Linked DNA regions of Oryctolagus cuniculus: region 1 is linked to region 2. A link is a contact called in public Micro-C data. All regions are on one chromosome and are shown on one strand. Each heading gives the region's core, a stretch centred on a gene start, on an enhancer-like site or on the middle of the called end of the contact. The rest is flanking DNA. Distances are from core to core; before and after follow the strand shown.

What was found. Hi-C and Micro-C count contacts between places; a contact is called where the count stands out from the background.
Region 1: a Micro-C map of ear pinna shows a contact between it and region 2, with 4 times the contacts expected there. The contact joins two enhancer-like sites. A contact is called at or near these places in 3 of 6 Hi-C or Micro-C datasets (ear pinna, embryonic fibroblasts and an unstated tissue).

Annotation. Positions count from the first base shown.
Region 1 is chr1:30,755,912-30,759,840 of mOryCun1.1, reverse strand. No RefSeq gene overlaps it. Among named protein-coding and RNA genes, the nearest start is that of CD44, 98 kb to the left of the region's middle. Within about 2 kb of position 2,665, at least 2 of the 8 cell types and tissues checked have an H3K27ac peak or open chromatin away from gene starts, as enhancers often do. A contact at or near this core is called in ear pinna, where this site is marked.
Region 2 is chr1:30,606,267-30,610,064 of mOryCun1.1, reverse strand. All of the region lies in intron 1 of SLC1A2 (solute carrier family 1 member 2), which reads right to left. Among named protein-coding and RNA genes, the nearest start is that of SLC1A2, 28 kb to the right of the region's middle. Within about 2 kb of position 2,489, at least 2 of the 8 cell types and tissues checked have an H3K27ac peak or open chromatin away from gene starts, as enhancers often do. A contact at or near this core is called in ear pinna, where this site is marked.

The DNA of each region.
Region 1 (3,929 bases), core at 1,416-3,915, 150 kb before region 2:
GCACTAATAACTGACCAAAAATAGGGTGATCAGGACCAGATTGCTTCAAAGTCCAGGAGAGAAGCTCTTTGACTTGAACAGAAAGGCTTTTGCTTTCAAAGCAGGACTAAAGAGCGAGGAGTGCAGGAAGCAGAGAGCTGGCATCCCTTGATGCAATCTTGACTATCCAAGTTGTGGCTGTACATTAACCCAAGCTGGACATCTGCCCATGGCTTTGATTGTCCCCTCCAGGGAGTCGTCTCACCTCACCTCTACCCAGGATGAACTCAGTTCTCCCTTCACCTCCACGCTGCCTCTTCACCTGCTCCACGTGTCATTGATGGAGCTCGTACCGTGTCTCCTGAACTGCGCAGTGAGCCTCTCGAGAGCAAGGCCTGTGTCTCCAAAGCATACCTGATACAGGATCTGTATCTCCCAGCTCAGTACCCACAGAAGTTACCACCTGCCAAGTATCGAAGGAGGTCTGAGTTGACACATCTTCGAATCTTCCCTACAACTGATGAGGAAGAAGCTCTTACTCGATTTTTAACAGGTGAAACACTTGGGGATATAGAGAAATTAATTATGGTCTCCAAACCCCACAAATTGAAAGTGGCAGAACCAGGAATGGAACCTCAATCTGTCTATAGTCTCTGACTTCACTTTCTTCATTGCCAATTGTCAGAAGCTTGGTAAACTAAATTTATGAGATCATTTCCGAATGCTGCAAACCAGGTCAGCACTCCAGAGCTCCCTGTGCCAGGGGGGAGGTTGGAGGAATGGGGGTCAAAACAGGGCTTCTAGAAACCACTGGAAATGTTTGGGATGAGTAAGGGGAGATACACTCACCATTAAATCATATTGCAAAGAAATTAATTTAGGAAACCATAAACAACCTCATAGTTGCTGTGTCTAGTGGAAGGAGAACCATCAGGTCATGGGTGAGTATGAAGCTTGCCACGATGCCCTAGGGAGAAGCAAGTCTGGCTGGGCACCCTTGCCTCAAGCTCCACTCCTGGCCTGTGTCGACATCTGGCCTGCAGCACCGGAGTTTGCCTGTCAGGGCTCCCCATAATCCGCCCTCTCAATCTTAGCCTTCCAGACTGCTTACCTCATGATGTGGTGACTGCTGTTTTCCACGAGTCTCAGCCAAACCACTTCCTCCTTCTTCAGCCCTAAAAGAGGAATGGCAAGAACCTCAGAGAAGGTAGCAGAGGTTGAGTTTTAAAATGGTGGTCTCGGGGCTGGCACTGTGGCACAGTAGGTTAATCTTCCACCTGCGGCGCCGGCATCCCATATGGGCACCGGTTCTAGTGCCGGTTGCTCCTCTTCCAGTCCAACTCTCTGCTGTGGCCTGGTAAAGCAGTGGAGGATGGCCCAGGTCCTTGGGCCCCTGCACCCACATGAGAAACCGGGAAGAAGCTCCTGGCTCCTGGCTCCAGATCAGCGCAGCGCCGGCCATTGCAGCCATTTGGGGAGTGAACCAACGGAGGGAAGATCTCTCTCTCTCTCTGTCTCTTCCTCTCACTGTCTATAACTCTAACTCTCAAATAAATAAATAAAATCTTTAAAAAAATGGTGGTCTTTCCACAAAGATTCTCAGTTCAAAACCAACTCCTGACACTGACTTACATATAATCTTACATAAGTTATTAAAGCATTTCAGTTCCCTCTTCTGTAACATAGGAATAATTTCTACCAGAAAGACTGTGAGGGAATTAAATGAAATAATATATGTAAAACTATGAAATACTGTCAGCATATAGAGGTTTCCCTCCCTCATTCCTGCTATGTCCAACCCTTTTCTTGTCTCCATATATTGTAGGCACCCAGATAGAACATGAAGCTTGATTTGGGGGAAGCCAGAGGTGTTTTAGGAATTTCTTCAGTTCTCCCAAACTCCCCTAAGAACTGGTTCTTAAAAAAACTATTCTCTTCCCACCCAGAGATGTCCAAATAACCACCGGAATGGAAAAGAGATCTTCCCTACCGTTTTCTGGGGAAGGGTGGAATTTTCAGGATTATTATTGCCAGGATCTCTCCACACAGAGGCACTCCCAAAGCCAAGCTTCAGGGAGGCTCTGAGAAGGGGGGGGAGGGAGGAAGAGGGGTTGCAATCTAGAAGCCCAGCTCTGGAGACACCTGGGAAGCTCAACCACACGGATGTGCAGAGAGAAGGTTGCAGCAGGTACAGGCCTTAGGCAAGTCACAGTGGCAATGGGGATACTGGAGTTCTTAGAGTTTCACTTTTTGATCGCCCCTCCTCCCAGAATTCTTGAAATCTCATTAAGGACTAAAGAAAGAAATGCCAGGAAAAGCTGTCAGAAGCGTAAAAACAGAGGAAAGAAAACAAAGAAGAGGGAAGCTTCAACACATGTTTGGAGAGAAGTCAAGTCAGCAGCTCTTTAGTAAGGACTGTCCATGCACAGAGCAGCAGACATATAAAGCGGGAGAGCTAGAAAATGACCCTCGAGGCTCGCAGGAAGAGTGGCTTCTCTCTTGTAATTCTTCCAGGCCAGGATGGATTGCACACAGCTGGCCTCTCTTCTCTTCCACCCTCTGAAGACACTTTTACTGGGTCTCAGGGCACTGCAGCTCAGAAGTACAGAGTCTGGCCTGGGTTGCAGAGTAGGCTTTCCCCCAGGGTAGCCATCATATGGGATCCTCTCTCAATAGGCAAGAACTCCCTGCTGTAGATCACTTTCCCCTAGGGCAAGGTTTAGAACGGTGTGTAAAAACTAAACAACAAAGTTCTATATGTTCATCTGGCAATGTAAGGAGATCAGCAGGACTTTCCTCATGTAGGTTCCGGTCGTTTGCAGAGATGGATGTTTTCTCTGCTTTTTTCAAGTCATGAGATTGATCTTCTCTGACCTGTTGATAATGCGCCCCCTAGTGGACGCTTGAGAAATCCCGTGGTCTACATGGAGATTGAGTGCTGCTGGCTGACTTGAGTCTTTGAATTCTCAAGGTAAAATGAGAAAAAAGAGAGTGAAAGCGGGTATTATTGCACTACAGACTGAGTGTGTAGTGCGAGTGGGACTAGGTTGCCCAGGTGGGACAAAAGAGGGCCCAGATGATGGTCCACATTTTCTTTTTAATCAACACAGTGTGTTTTGAAAGGGATTCACAAATCTTGGTGAGAAGGAAATGTGAAGAAGTTGCAGTCTCATCATTTACTGAGTAACTACTATATGCTGGACATTCTGCCATATTCTCTGCTACACTTCCTTGTCTAAGGGACACAGACAATTACAGCTGTTACAACAGTGACATCCAGGAGACTGTTGATTGATGATTGCTGTCGTCTGTCATTTGCTGTCTACCAGGTGCTGTCTTTGACATTCTGTATGTATTAAATCAATAGAGTTCTTTAACCTTTCTGTAGCTCAATAGATGGTAGAACACAGCTTGCAGACTTATAAGTATTAAGCCTGTTGCTATTTGAATGGTGTTAGAATGGTGCCTGGCATGGCCCACAGTATAAGTACATGGTAAAGTAAGCAGACTGAAATGGGACTCAGAAGACCCTTGTGGGATGAGGAACCAACTTATCTTCATCCCACACGTGGGGATACCAAAGCACAAACTTTGCCACCAGCAAGTGGCAGAGCCAGAGCCAGAGCCAGAGCCAGGACATGCTCCGCTTCCCCCCCCCCCCCCCGCCTTTTTTTTTTTTTTTTTTTTTGACAGGCAGAGTTAGACAGTGAGAGAGAGAGAGACAGAGAGAAAGGTCTTCCTTTTCCATTGCTTCACCCCCCAATGGCCACTGTGGCGGGCGCACCACACTGATCTGAAGCCAGGAGCCAGGTGCTTCTCCTAGTCTCCCATGCAGGTGCAGGGCCCAAATGGGCCATCCTCCACTGCACTCCCGGGCCACAGCAGAGACTGGCCTGGAAGAGGGGCAACCGGGACTGAATCCGGCGCCCGAACTGGGACTAGAACCTGGT
Region 2 (3,798 bases), core at 1,240-3,739:
GAAGGGGTATGGTGAGATGCCAAGGCCAAGAAGCCAGGGTCTCAGCGTTCCTGGGAGGTGTCATTTTCCCTCCACAACTGTGCTCCTAGTGGGAACCATTCACCTAAACATTGCCCCCCACACAGAGAGGCACATGGTCAAGTTTCTCAGAAATACATGGCTTCCAAAACTAAACAATTAGGTTAATGAAAATACACCCATGTGTTGAACATCAAGATGACAGACGGAGAATACAGTTTCTGGAAATCCCAGAAAAAAACCAGTGAGTGAGTGAAGCAGAAATACATTCAAACACAAAAGCTCTCTCCTCACTCCTTTCTTTGTTACAACCTGGAAAGCCATTAGAAGAAAACTCTCCCAGCTCAAACCATCCCTGCCCTCCAGTCTTCTTGATTAATTAGGGCGAGAGGCAGGTTTTGGGGACACCTAAAGGAGGTAAGAGTTGAGAATCCAGGGCAAGCACATCTCGGGTGGTTTCTCACTTCACCCTCACCATAGCCTTGCAAGGCAAACAGCATCTTCCTCCTTTCCAGTGAGCAGAGGCTCCCAAAGTGTAGGCGGTTTTTTCAAGGTCACACAACTTACCTGTCTTGTTCTAAAGCCTCCCTGTTTTGCAGCGCTTGCTTCCCATTCTCCCCAGCAGAAGGCCCTGCAGAGGGACACGGGTGGCAGCAAGGTGGCCTCCCAGAACACTCCAGACACCCTGTTCAGGACCTGAGACTCAGAACACCAACTCGGCAGGTCAGCCGCCTGCTCTACTGATCAGAATTTCCCTAGATGTGTTCTTTCAAAGACACACAGAGCTTCGTTTTATTTCTGAGACCCCGGACTACACTCAGAATCTTTCAGTCAATGTTCTGTAATGCTTTCTTGAAATCCTGAGCCTACAGTTTCCCTTGTTGGAGCTCTGTGTACGTATCTGTTTCATCAGAGATAGAAGAATTTAAACAGAGAGGACAGAAAGCCAGGAGTAAAACTTGACTCTAACAATCAGTGAAGATTAAGTTAATGAATTCATTCATCTGATTTTTGCTGGGCTTTACCCATTTCCCTGACGTATTAATTTTCCATCACCAGGTTTGTCTATTCAATGGAATACCTAAATCTAAGATCCATCTTAACCTTTCACTGTGTTGGACAGAAAAGAATGCCTTTTAAAATAGACTTATTTTCTGGACACCTTCAGATGTGAACACCTTCAGACCCCATTGCAACAAAATTCAGAGATGTCAGTGTAGACCAGAACTCAACACGAAAGAGAAGATGTCAACCTGATAACTTAGGCATTTCCCTTTGAAACAAGGCCAAAGGAAACCCATCTGAGCTTTGAAAATGAACAAGAAGCATGGGCTTTCAAAGGTTATGTTTTAAATGTCATATCAGCTCTCGGAAGATTCAATGTTAAGGAAGAACAGATACAAGGGGAACTCAAAAATTTTATGGAAGTAGAGTTAAGTGACAAATTTGATATAAAAAATTTTATATTCATAATATGCATTTTCCATGAACTTTTTGAAAGTCCCCTCATATGCATGAGTTTCAAAAATTCTTTGCACCAAAATATAACTTACCTTTAATTCCATTTTTCACAAACATTTTGAAGTATCCACATCCACAGTCTAGGGATTGATCATTTTGCTACCATAAAGCTAACATCATATGCCAGGAACTTTGCCATACACCTTCTATGCATTTATCCTCACACAACCCCTACAAATTTTAGGACTATCATTAAACCCATTTTACACTTGTGGAAACTGAGGCTTAACAGGTTATGTAAATTGCCTTCGAATTACCTTGTCTGAGAAGCTTCTCCATGACCTGCAGTGCTTTCTATGTCTAAATCAAACAGAGGGGCAAGCATTTGCGTCTCAGGAAGCTGCAAAGGTATGCCTTCTGACTGTCTTGTTTTGGGCGCCATTCCCCCTTCTCTTGCAGCACTGGCGTACGAACCTGTGCCTGGTCAACCAGTCGCTGGGGACGGCTGCCTTAGTCTGTGGGAAGCATGATCAAAACACGGGTCTGGGGGGAAAAACAGAAAATGCCAGTTTCAGCATCTTCCTTCTGGAAAACAGAGAGGGGCCTGGTCTTTTGTGCAACCCAAATACCAGGAAAACGGGGTTTTTGGCTAGCAACCAGGAAGCCTGTGTGAGTGGCTGCCTCTTTCAGATCCTTCCCACAACAGCACCCCCTGCTGTCCCTCATGGTGACCCCAGCTTGCTGTGACAGCCACGTCACCTTCCCCTTGAAAACAAGGGCTGTGTTTACTGACTGGGTCCTGGACAAAGCTCATTAATAATTCACTTCTGGAGAACTGACAGGCGAGTGTTTGGCTGCCATGGTAACCACCTGAAAAGCCTACTTGGGTTTTGAAATAAACATGTCTGCCATGTCTTCGTGACTGTTGAATTCCTGAGAGAAGCCATGCGTGTGGGAGAGGGAGACCGGAATGGGTGGAGAAAAGCTGTCTCAAAAACACAGCCTGAAACTCCTTCATCATCGGGCCATGCCAACTCAGGAGCTGAGCGGCCTGTCTTGGCTTCACACTGCACCCTTCTGGAAGGAGGAGGAAGTGGGGAAACGTACATCATTTCTGGACTCAAATTAGCTATGACAGGAAAACCGACTCATACCCAAAATTCATACATCTAAACGTTTTCACACACATTCTTCTGAACATGCATTCTTGCAACTAATCTATACTACTGTGCAACCTTAGAAGGTCACCATTTTCGTCCCATTTCACAGATGAGGAAGTTGAGTCTTCGCAAACATGGCCTAATCTTCAAGTGGAGGTAAGATAAGTACTGAAATCCAATGACTATGTTCTTTCTATGTATCAACCCCACGGGAAAGGAAGGAAACAGAATCCAATTACTGGCTTGGTCTATCCTGAATTTATTTTAAGAAACTGGACTTTAAATAATTTGAAGGAGTAAATCAGTAAGAACCCTCTTTCTCCCCCGGTGTCTACTGAATTTGAAATGTATTAAAGCAATCCTCTGTAACTTGTGTTTCATATATCTAAACGCTCCTGAGCAAAAATAATGACACGTAAACGCTGGGTGAACTGACCCGGTTTCCCCATCACGTGCACAGGGGCAGGGGCCCAGCAGGGAAGAAAGGAACTGTGCTACAGGCTGGACTCACACAGCACCTCATTCTCCTCCCAAAAGGACTGTGGAGGCACCTGGCTCTGGATCCAGCATTTCACCCCTCCCGGCTGCAGTGTGCTGTCTGTAATATGAGCAGTCTTTAAAACGCAGTACAGAGATAATGGAGAGATTAAAGTTGGGAATTCTGACAAGTGGTTTTCACATGGTCAGCACGACACTTAGTAACTGGTTTGGCTGGTTTTAGAAGTTCAGGCAAAAGCAAACAAAAGACTCTACTTGACTTTAGCACGGAAAGCAGTGAATTTTAAACATGTTTGACTGCAACCCACAAGAAGTATGTGTCTTCTGTTTCTCATTGTGACCCAGTACACAGACACAGGCCAGCACATGCGTGTGCAAAGCATACACAAGCACACATGTATACAGCCATGTAAACACGTATGCACACATGCAAACACATGTGCCCAAGCAGTCACACATGAGCAGACACAACTGCAGAAGGCAACCCATACCCTTTCTCTATGCAGTGTAATATAATAGTTTCTATTCTCCTGCATTTCATTTTTAAAGTTTCATTATTTTATAGTACATTGATTTCTCCTCCCACCAAACGATTATGACTTGTGGTTTGAGAAGCACTTGCTACAGCTGTGTTAGGCAGTTACTAAGCCCTCGAGATGTG